2 separate regions of the Triticum aestivum genome follow, and region 2 is linked to region 1. Evidence: chromatin contacts called from public Hi-C data. All regions are on one chromosome and are shown on one strand. Each heading gives the region's core, a stretch centred on a gene start, on an enhancer-like site or on the middle of the called end of the contact. The rest is flanking DNA. Distances are from core to core; before and after follow the strand shown. Region 1 holds the start of LOC100682486 (eIF-2-alpha kinase GCN2). Region 2 holds the start of LOC123045871 (probable serine incorporator).

The links. Hi-C and Micro-C count contacts between places; a contact is called where the count stands out from the background.
Region 2: a contact with region 1 is called in a Hi-C map of leaf, with 4 times the contacts expected there. The contact joins the promoter of LOC123045871 here to the promoter of LOC100682486 in region 1. A contact is called at or near these places in 4 of 5 Hi-C or Micro-C datasets (leaf and an unstated tissue) and 1 of 1 datasets of contacts at active chromatin or transcription factors (leaf).

What each region holds. Positions count from the first base shown.
Region 1 is chr2B:532,050,898-532,056,732 of IWGSC CS RefSeq v2.1, reverse strand. LOC100682486 (eIF-2-alpha kinase GCN2) reads left to right here and starts at 2,935. Exons shown (of 30, transcript XR_006421633.1): 1 at 2,935-3,387; 2 at 4,198-4,269; 3 at 4,360-4,419; 4 at 4,493-4,598; 5 at 5,385-5,489. LOC123045870 (histidine protein methyltransferase 1 homolog) reads left to right here. Exons shown (of 8, transcript XM_044469095.1): 3 at 86-148; 4 at 283-349; 5 at 442-542; 6 at 878-922; 7 at 1,095-1,550; 8 at 1,669-2,134. The coding sequence ends at 1,839.
Region 2 is chr2B:532,206,778-532,212,534 of IWGSC CS RefSeq v2.1, reverse strand. LOC123045871 (probable serine incorporator) reads left to right here and starts at 2,408. Exons shown (of 6, transcript XM_044469096.1): 1 at 2,408-2,591. The coding sequence starts at 2,408.

The DNA of each region.
Region 1 (5,835 bases), core at 1,686-4,185:
CCCCAAATGGCTATGTTATTTGTGTTCAAAGAGGGTCTTCTGAACAATTGATGGTAAAATAAAGTATGCCTTGAATCTTTTTCAGAGTGCTCATCCTTACAAATATGCTGGAGAGAAGGTCGATGTCCAAGGTCTTGATGTTTTCAAGGTGAATAGCTCATGCAAATTCCCTAGTATTCTGTCCAGCACTAAATTTCGTGTCGTTCTGCTAGTAATTGCTCAAACATTTAAATTACTGATTCTAAATTTTAATGCATGTCTTTTTTTTCCTTTTTGGTTCAGGGGAAGGTCAGTGTAGCAGATATGATAGCCTTTTCCCCTTCTGAAGTAGCATCATCAAAGCATGATGGTAAGTTGGCCACTAAATATGCAATATTTCCTCCTTTATGAGTGTATATTTTAAAATGGAAAGCTTATTCGTCATTGTGTTTCTTTTCTTAGGTAGTCTCAAATATTGGGAGAGTTCCATCACTATTGTGAATATTATTAAGAATGAGATCCGTGATGGGCAGCTGAGCTTCAGGGGCAAGCGAGTTCTAGAGGTAATTTCCCATTCTACAGATTTCATCTAAATGGTGCTATGCTTTCTTACTAGGTGTCAGGTCCTGATTTTGCTTCCATAGAAGCAGAATGTGTGCCACACGGTCTGGTATCCTGCATAAGACTAGTATTAGGTGCTTAGGTTATTTCAGTTTTTTTAGGGAAAAGTTATTTTGGGCTTGATATCTATGTACTCAGAGGAGCTGTTAAATTCACTGTCAACTATGCCTACTACCCTAATAGCAGTCATATATTTTCATACAGGACTCTCAGCCTGTACCTTTTTTATTTCTTAAAGGTTTCATAAATCATTAACTTATTTTGGCAATTGGTGCAGCTTGGATGTGGATCTGGCCTTGCTGGGATTTTTGCCTGCTTGAAGGTGTGTCATCTCTCCATGGTTTATGGTGTTTATCTAAATTATTAACTTATTGTTTTAATAATAAATTTACGGTTCCCTTCAATTTTGGAAAATGCATGTTTGTACCTTCTCTTGTCATACTTCACCAAGTGATGTACTGGTGTATTGATTTCTTGCTTAAATGTGACTACAGGGTGCGTCTATAGTTCACTTCCAGGACACAAATGCAGAAACCATAAGATGCAGAACAATGCCCAATGTGCTTGCGAATCTTGAGCAGGCTCGGGACAGACAGAACAGACCATCAGAGAGCCCAGTTACACCATCCAGACAGTTGTTAGCTCCCGTTGTCCATTTCTATGCCGGGGAGTGGGATGAGCTCCCCACAATTCTCTCAGTTGTGCATCCACCTGCACAACCAACAAACCTTAGCTTCTCTGAGGATGATTTTATGGATGGCTGCAGTAGCCATGACGGAAGCAGTATAGTTGGTCAGGACCCCAGGCGATCGAGGAAGCTTTCTGGCAGCCGTGCATGGGAGAGGGCCAGTGAGACTGACCCAGCAGATGGAGGATACGATGTAATTTTGATTTCTGAGATCCCTAATGCGGTGAACTCTCTAAGGAAGCTCTATGCCCTTATCACTAAGGTCAGTTCCTCCCATCATCACCTTCTCATGTGTCATATGTTGACTCGTGCATGTAGCCGATGGAGCACAGTACGATTTACTTATTCCAAGTATTTAACCGTGCATGTTACACTTGCAGTGCCTACGCCCTCCTTATGGAGTCTTGTATGTGGCTTCAAAGAAGAACTTGGTTGGTTCAAACGGCGGCGCAAGGCAGCTTAAAAGTTTGATGGAGGAGGAAGGTGTCCTTGGTGGTCACTTCTTGACTGAGATATCTGACCGGGAGATATGGAAGTTCTTTTTCAAGTAAACCGGCAAATGTTGGAACTGAAAAAGATGATCCTGGCCATAGTGTCGTATACAAGAAAAATTCATTTGTCTACTCGCAGCGCTGTACATACCGCGAAGCTTAGTTCGATTAATTCTTTGGTGATAGGTCCAAGTATGCGTCTCAGTTGTTAAACCTGCAAATGTGTTGGCATTTTAACCCTTTTGTAGATCTCCTATCTCCTAGGTGACTGTTGAGCTTTTGCATACCGAATCTATGGTGCTGGCATATCACAGCACGCTATCAGCAATATGTACAAATGGAAATGGTTACTGTACTTGCTTGTCGGTCTTACTTGAATCGTGTCTGTCGTGTCTTTGTTTTGAGAGCTTGTTCTTTCTTTAAGGTTGAAATATTTTATTATACCAGTAGTTCAGATTTAAGGAAGCACAATCTCAACAAAGGACTTATCATGCGCATGCATAATTAAGCGAGGGATCTGTTAGATTTGTTTTTTTTCTAAGGAAATTTGTTGGCTACACCATGAATCGGTACTATGATTTGAGTTCATGTCAACAAACCCGATGCTCTTATGAGTTATTTGAGTTTGTGTATCAGTGTAATGTATGATAGTGTGAGTGTTGCGTGTGTTTGCCTTGAATTCTTGCTATATGTCAACAAAAATTTGGTAATATCTACCCTCACAAACTTTTCACTGCAATCGAAGAGACTATTTCAACATGTCATCGTTGTCACTACTTAGAAAATAAAACCTAAAAAAGAGACCTATTAAGACTGAAATTAACGAAAATGATTATTAACAAAGGATCCCTTTAGCGCTGGGGGCGACATTTGCAAAAGGTTTTTTATGGCAAATTCTTCAAACTCACATGGCAATTACTTTGGAAACACATAGGTATTCTGGCAAACAACGGATTTGTTGTGAAAATTGCCATGTCGCCTGAAGGAAATCGCCAAACTTTCGACACATGAATTGCGGCGAAACGTTCGTTTTGCTATGCACCTAGCGAATGTTCGCTGAATAACATTGTCCTTAGCGAAAAGGATGGATCCCACTCATCCATCTGCTGACGTGAGAGATAGAGAAGGAGGCGGCGGGGTGGAGAGGACACTGGGTGGCGGCTAGCCGGCTAGAGCAGAGGAAGGAAACGCTCATCCGAACCGAAGTTGGTCACAAGGTCTCGCCGCCTCTGCGCTGAGCGGATCGAGATAACAGTCTGGACCCCGGTCACGACGCACGCAGCCCCTTCCACTCCATTCCACGTCAAAACCTCCTCCCCGGACTCGAGTCAGAGAAACCCCAGCACACAGATCCCCTCCCTCACCCGGAACATCCAATCCGATCAACCCCGCCCCCCCGCGGGACCAAATCGCCGCCGCCGCCGCCGCCGCCGCCGCACCCCCTCTGCTTCGGCGCTGCCTCCGACGCGGCCGCGCGCGCTCCGCTCCGATGGGGCACAGCGCGAGGAAGAAGAAGAAGAAGGGCGGCGCCGGGCGCAAGGCGGCCAAGGACCACGCCGCGCAGCTCGAGGGCGACCAGACCGCGCTCACGGACGAGCTCACGGCGCTGTAAGCCCCCATTGCACCAGCCCCAGTCGCACCGATTTCGTGCTGCGCCCCTGTTCGGTTTTTCAAGTTCTCGGCAATCTGCGAACCCAGTGTTGTTCAGCTGTCTCTGCTTGAATACTGGAGTAGTTTGATAGCATTTGTTTCTGCTTGAACCCAGTGTTTTTCAAATTTTCGCAATCTGCGAACCCAATGTTGTTCAGCTGTCTCTACCTGAATACCGTACTAGTTTCGTAGCATGTGGTGCACATTTCTCCGACCGGTGCCCTATGAGATTCTGGAGGTAGCATCACCTTTTGTTTTTGGAATTGGATTGCCATACTGACTGTCACAGATGGTTTACACTATGTGATGATCTTACGCTGTCTAATATGTTAGTAGTCTTTTGGAAACTACAAAGCTTGGGTTCCTGTAGAGTGTAGAGTATTTGCTCATTGTATATGTTTATGTGCCAAGTCGATTGTCAAGTATGCTTTTATTGCTCTGTTCCTGATGACTCCATGGTGGGTGGTCCTGAGTATGTAGGTGCCTAACATTTTGTCTATCGCCAGCTCTGTTTGTTATTGCGTACTTTTGGTACTTGGTCTAGCCCTTCTGTTCTCTGGTTGCTTTGTGATCGTCAAATTAGAATTATGGGATGTGGAGTATTATCCAACTGTTCGATACAGAATTTCAGGGTGGACTGAGTACTGACAAGTTATAATTGACTTACTCTGCAAATTGTCAACCAAGGCACTAAAATAATTTAGTCTCCCTGCTTCTTATGTGTTTTGGTTATCTCATCTTAATGCCACCTTTTGGTATATCAATCAGGGCTGCAATTTTTCTCGAGGACTTCAAAATAACTTCACAATCACCTCACACCCGATTTAGCATATGTATCAGGTATTGTCTTATGTGACCCCAAACATACTTCTAAATGTATCACTATGTATTTGACCATCTAAAGTTTCTACATTAATGAATAACATACAGGCCTTACTCTGACGGCATGGGCTTTGGAGATTTAAATGTTTCGGCTATTCTTGATGTAATGTAAGTCTTTTTGTTTAAGAGATGTTTCGTGTGTTTTGCATTTGATGACATCTGTCTTGTGATTATAATACAGTTGCTTTGCTGGTTACCCCCACAAGTGCCCAAAGTTGCGAATCATACCTGAGAAAAACTTGTGTAAAGAAGATGCTGATCGGCTACTTTCCCTTCTTTCTGACCAGGTATTTTGACTTTATTGCCTATCACTTTTGGTTGAATCCTTTGACAGAGGACAGTTGAGTGCCCACGTGTTGCAATGGATCAAAATATATCATGACCAATTTAAAAGTCGGAATTAGTTTTATGGCAAGGAGCAGCTCAGGAGATAAGGTCTCGTTAAAAGAAAGATGGATAGGGTATGCTTATAGTTTGCTTAGGATTTTTGGTGGAGGTGATTTATGTGGTGTGCTCATTCCCTGTGTGGTTTCTTAGCTGAAGGTGGACAAACACACCACTCATCACCAATTGTCCCTTTAACTTCTGAGGGCGACAACTTAACTTGATGCGGTACAATTGATACATGACTAACGGCAACTAAATAACACAACTAACCGATCACACACTTACTAACGCTATGAGCCTTGACAGTAAAAAATAGAGACTGCAATAGCGTCATGACCTCATTCAAGTTTGTGACTTTATGGGCCTAAGCTCGTACTGTTATTTGGTTTGCTTCTAAATATCATTTTCATTGAACTGTTGTTAGTCCTGGAACTTCAGTACTAGAGTAGCATCCGAAAGCTGAGTACCTTAGTAAGTTAGTAGTATGCCAGTCAAGAAAACCAGTTTAAGGTATTTTGTTCAAAATTCGATTATCTAGATCGCAAAGATAAAATTTATGTTTCGCTATTATCTTATTAAGTAAAAGTTTTGCGTATCAGTCAACGATGTGAAATGTGATAATTGCTTTCCCTTGGTATGTGCATATACTAAGCACCTTTGACTCGTCTGTTGGTGTTTGTTTTCAGGCAAACATTTATTCCCGAGAAGGGCGTGTTATGATTTTCGATTTGGTAGAGGCTGCCCAAGAATTCCTGTCAGAAATTGCTCCAGCTACTGATTCAACGAGTACTGTAAGTTGATTTCATGACATTCATTAGAATACATAACATGGTTTTTGTCGCCCTCCTCATTGTTCTTGTATGCGATGCATTACCCATTTGTCATTATGTCATTAATTTTCTGTCATAAAAGATAATCAAGATTGCCCCGTAAAAATAAGATAAGCAAAATTCATCCTTTTCCTGACCACTTTCTGTTGACTTAAGATCAATGATATCTCTTCGCATGCTCCTTGTGTGCTTGAGAAAGTAGACCAGTTAGCTTTTCTTGTTTAGTTCAGCGAGGTTTGCTGAAGTTGCATTTAACTTGGGATTATAGGTTATCTATCACCTTCACCGGTTGATGCTATACTACAAT
Region 2 (5,757 bases), core at 1,159-3,658, 160 kb before region 1:
GATTCTTTAGCCAATATTTTTTATTAATTCCAAAACGTGTCTCCGTGGATTTTCAGGTCATTCCAAGAACTTTTATTTCTGCACAAAAATAACACCATGGCAGTTCTGCTGAAAACAACGTCAGTCCGGGTTAGTTCCATTCAAATCAGGCAAGTTAGAGTCCAAAACAAGGGTAAAAGTGTTTGGAAAAGTAGATGCGTTGGAGACGTATCAACTGCTACCCGGTGGGTGATCGGCGGGAGATTGATTTCCCTCTGGTCAGGTTTAAGCCCGATCCGATCATAGTCCGTTGAAAGCCCCAGAGCGGTGATGCAATCTAGCAGCTCGTTTAACTGTTTAAGGACGAGATGTCCGCCGGATCCATCTTTTTGGAGTATTTGAGATCAATGCGGGGGTGGTGTTTGGCGATCGTGGGGGACGTTGTCGGCTTAATGGTCATGTGGGCACCCACAATGAAATCGCCGAGCTGGAGGATCTGTCCTGAAGTTAGGCTCCTTCCAGAAGTGATGTAGTTGTTGATGACGAGGCGATCCATAGATCGCTTTTTGTGACTACACAGCAGAGCTCTCAATGAAAGCACCAATGTCGGTGTCAAAACCGGCAGATCTAGGGTAGGGGGGCTCAAGCTGTTAGTCTAAGGATCAATGGTAACAAGGGACAATGGGGACATGATGTTTACCCAGGTTCGGGCCCTCTTAAAGGAGGTAAAACCCTACGTTCTGCTTGATTGTATTCGATGAGTATAGGGGTTACAAGAGTTGATCTACCTCAAGATCGTAATGGGTAAACCCTAGCTGTCTAGCCTATGATTGTTCTGATAGCCTCTATGGACTAAACCCTCCGGTTTATATACACACTGGAGGGGCCTAGGGTTGTATAGAGTCGGTTTACAGAATAAGGAAACAGTACATCCAGACACCAAACTTGCCGTCCACGCATATAGGAGTCCTACCCGGACACGGGGGGTAGTCTTCTGCTTTATCTTCACAGCCCATCAGTCTGGCCCATATCGAATAGACCGGACACCTGAGGACCCCCGAATCCAGGAGTCCCTCAGTGATCACTTGGATCCTTAGAGCATCAATAGTTGGACTCCCCAAATTGACCGGGCGAGCGCATGACCACTAACCAGACAGGAGAAGATTTTTTTGACCCAACCGGACTCCTCAAAACCTCCCTAAATGTTCCAGTTGTCCGGCACTCCTCATATTCCAGTCAGTGGTCCTGCGTCCGCCACATAGGATTTGGCCCATCATGGACCATATTTATTCTTCCTTTTCTTCTTGTCTCTCCATCTCCACCAATCTCATGCATGTGACCTAATGTATAGGAAAAAAAATTAGGGACACGGATACGTGCATGGACAAATGGAGACTCAAAATGGACACACCCGGATGATGTGTCCGCAGACATTTGAGGGGCCAAATTTTCCTAGTCCGACTGTAGCCCTCAGCTCCATGAAGCGTATGTGCCAAGACTTCTCGCATAAACACAGTGCATGAGGATGTGATCAATTGTGTCCTCCTGACAGCAAATAAAGCATGGAGAGGTAGTCTATTGTAGGTCATGGCAATGACGATGACTGGAGGTCCATACATGGTATTGGACGACTAGCCACATGAAGATTTTGCGTTTCAAAGGTGCCCAACTCTTCAAAATGCAAGGAGCAGTAGGGAACCTAGGCATGCCTTGGCATAACATTCTGTAGGTGGAACACACCGAGTACTAACCCAGTGTTGTCCATCTCCAAGAAAAAGCATCTGCGATGTCGCTGTTGAGGGAAACGAGATAGACTGCCCTCCATAAAGGCTGAAAACTAAGGCAGACCTTGCGGCATCATGCCAGCACCAACAATGATAATTCAACTCATAGTAGTTAGCTCATTGATGTCCCACATGTGTAGAGGGTCAATTATAGATCTTTTCAATCAATAAGAGTATCAATCCCATGAGGACCAGAAGAAAATGGTAAGTGCAAAAAAAGCAAGGATTCACTTCAAGTACTAAAATGTGTAACAATGTTGTGCTTTGTGGTGGTAATGGAGCAACGAAACATGATTAAGAATAAAGAATAAAAGTATGCAACAAGTTGCCCAATCCTTAGTAATTCTAAAGAGCAAAGTACTGTATAAGAATTGCATGATGCAGGTAATTTACCTTGCAACTGTAGGGGCAGATTTCGTAAGAGGCGGCAGGAAAAGCCAAAGAAGCACACGTCTCTGCTGCGCGTGAGGTGGAATTTTCTGATAAGCACCTTTGACAGAATATACCTTGCTTTATAAGCCTAACCAAAACATGTGAGCTAACCCACACTTCAAAGGGGGGGAGCGGTCAGCCGGGCCACTGCCAGAACTACCTGGCAAGAGGCGAACTATTTCCACAGAAAGAAGGAACAAAGGAGAAAGGGGATGTGGTGCGCGTCGTGCCTGGCGTCCGCCTGCGCGGGCTGCGCCTGCAACCTCTGCACGTCGGCGGCGGCGTCCGTCACTCGCCGCTCAGCCCGCCTCGCCTACTGCGGCCTTTTCGCGGCCTCCCTCATCCTCTCCTTCCTGCTCCGCCAGTTCGCCGCGCCTCTCCTCCAGCACATCCCATGTATTGTTTCCTTGCTTTTTGTTCCTTTAATCGCTGATGAGACCACCCTTGTTGCGATTGGTACCTGGTATATCTGTGGCACTCGGTAGTTGCAGCATCGGCTGCGAGATCGTGCCGAAATTTTGGAGGGTTTGGTTGCTTAGTGGATGTGGTCTGTGGGATTTTGGGATACCTACTAATTAGTGCTCTGGTTTATCCATTTTGCGTTCCTCAGCACGCACATGTGTGAACGGTATATCAAATTAGAGGAGATTTGGGACATCGGTGTCTATGAAGTTAATAGTGATACTGTCCCTGCTTGCAGAATTGCATAAATAAAGTTAGAAAGTAAAGTTAGTCCTTGTGCGAACTGTGGTACAATATGGTGACGATGTTGCTTTTTTAATTATTATTGTAATGAAGAAGGATGAAAGTTGAAATGTGAAAGTTGTGTTAGTTAGTTTTTGGTACTCTATTCACTTCTATAAAGTTAATAACTACTCTCCAATCCTAAATGTAAGACCAGTGAATGGTTTCCGTCTATGCCAGATAAAGAAGGAGGTCCACTTATAGAAGTTGTTAAATTGTATACAATGATTTTTCACTCAGTCCCGAGCATTTGCAGAAATAATTATGCACGTCTCTACTTCTTTATTGGCACTCTTGTATTGTGCTAATGTGTGTGCAATGGAGGATTAGACGTAGTGTGACTAAGATTCAGCATGCGGTGTGTAAATGGACAGGAGAAAGCCAGAAACTGTCATGTTTCTAGTTCATTATTCACTATTCCTGGTTTATGCTTATGTTTGTGCGGCAGACACTTAGGCTTATGTGGATAGCCATAAACAAGCCATGCAGCAACGGTTTGAAGAATGATGGTAGTAGGATCATGTAGTAATGGTCCTCTTCACTACAATGTGAAGATCATAGTTGATTTACAATTTTTTAGAGCGTTTCCAGATGATTTAGGGAACTTCAGATTGCCTAGGATTTGTATCCTGTGCATGTAATACTGGTAAACACCATCTTGCAGTCTTGTATCCAGCTGCCCAGGATTTGTGTTTCTAGGTGCATATGGTAATCCTCCCATTATACAGTTATGTACTCCCTCCGACTCCAAAAATTAGGCACAGTTCTGCTGTCTAAATTCGTGCTTTGACCATCAATTAGTCAAATAATATGTCACTTACATTACACAGAATAGACACCATTAGATCTGTACTCAAAAGCACTTCCGCATGATTACGATCTTGTAACCATTGACTAAATATTGTAAGAGAGATTTCGGTCAAAGCATAAATTTGGACAGTCAAACTACATCTTCCTTCTGGAGTCGGAGGGAGTATAAGTTAGCTCTCTCTCTCGCGCCGCTCCCGCGGGCGGCTCGGGAGAGAAAACCCTAGCGCCGCCGCCCGCCGGGCACCCCCCCCCCCCCTCCACAGCTGCTCCCCTCGCCGCCGCCGGGCAAAGCCCGTGCAGCGTCGGCGGCGGCGGGTAAGTTGATCCTTCCGGCGGGTCTCGAGCGGGCGCGATCCATCTCGATCTGGCGGAGGTGGGCGGTCTGCAGGGGAGTGCTGTCGGTATGCGCGGAGGTCTGGCCGGGGTCGGCGAGCAGGGGTATGGAGGAGGCGTGCCCGTGCGGAGCTGGGGCCAGCGCAGGCGCAGAGAAGCGGCCGGAGGTCGACCTCGATCTGCCGGCTGAGGAGCGCCTGGGTGCGGGTGACGACCGGAGGTCAGGTCGCGGCGCGGTTGCTCGCGCAGGGCGCGCGCGGATCTGGCACGGTCGCTGGTGCGCGTGGCGGAGGGAAGGAGCTGCGCCGTTGGGGTGCGCGGGCGCGGTTGAGCACGGGTCTGCGGACTGGGGGCGGCTTGCTCCCGTGGAAGGCGCGAATGGGACGCGAGGGGGCGGCGGGGCTGGATCTGCCAGGTCGTCCATGCCCGGCGGCCCGGGAGGGGCACTACCGGCCGCTGGTGGTGCCCGGATGCCGCTGGTTGGAGCAGGGAGGCTCTGGCCGCGGTTGGATGCGGGGTGCAGAACCCGATCTGGTTCTGCGGTTCCGTCGTCGAGGAGGATAGCTGGTGGCCCTGCACAGTGGTGGCGTGCTCGCTGTGCGGGGGTGCACGTCCAATGGAGGTACGGGTTGACCTTGGCCTGCTGTGTGGGAGTGGCTGGACTGGGCGAAAGCCTGCCCGGTGATGGCCGGCCGGCGGCGACGGCGTCTGTGGGCGTCGCTAGGAATCTTCATAGCCTCTACTCTCGGATCATGTTCTTGGGGTGAAAACCCAGATCCTGCTGCAGGGTTGGACGGTGGCGTCGTCTCCAACGTCGTTCCCCTCTTTAGGGCGCCGTCTTGAAGACTTTGATCCCTTTGGTGCTTCCTGCGATTGGGCGTGCACGGTGACTTCTGTGGCAACAATGACGGCGGTGAGCAATGTCGGAGGCATGGTCTTTGGTCGTGGTAGTCGGCTCTCTTCTCCGGCGTGTCCGCAGGAGTGCCTCGACTGTCCGTTGCTGTGAAGTCGAAGCCACGGTGGGGGGCCGGTGGTATACGATGACGCGCGACAGATGGTTCGTTCGGTGATCCTCCGTGACGCCAACCTTGCTTTGTCTTCGTAGTTCACCGTCGGAGTCGGAGCTGCGCTGTCTAGTGTGGTTTGTATGGAGTGTTGTGCTGCAGTTGTTAGGGCTCTTTTTTCTTTCTCTTTTCTCTTTCTTTGATCTTCGGATCGCTTGGTCCTAGGACCTTCATCATCTTGTTGTTTTCCGTTGCTCTCTGCTATTATCAATGAACGCCAGCTTTGCTGGATCTTTCAAAAAATAAATAAATTATAAGTTTATGTGATCAGTAGGTAAGTCATGCTTGTTGTAGTATGACACTGAAAAGGTCCAATGTGTGATATGCCCGTCCATTAAAATATCCAGGGTCGAAACCATCTTAGATCTGTTCAAAGTTCTCCGTTCTGTTGCCGAGTGTAATCCCTTGATCATGTTCCAAACTATTATACCATCAGCAACCAAAGTTCTTGATGTTTGTTGTTTATTCATTTGCTGGGTACCCTTTGTTGTTATGATGCTCTTGTTACGTAGGTGTTTTGGGGCTAAACCTACTGGTGCAGGCCTAGCAGCAGTGTTCGCACCCCATGTAGCAGTTGGCTAGACCAACTAGTCAGTGTCTAGTTCTAATAA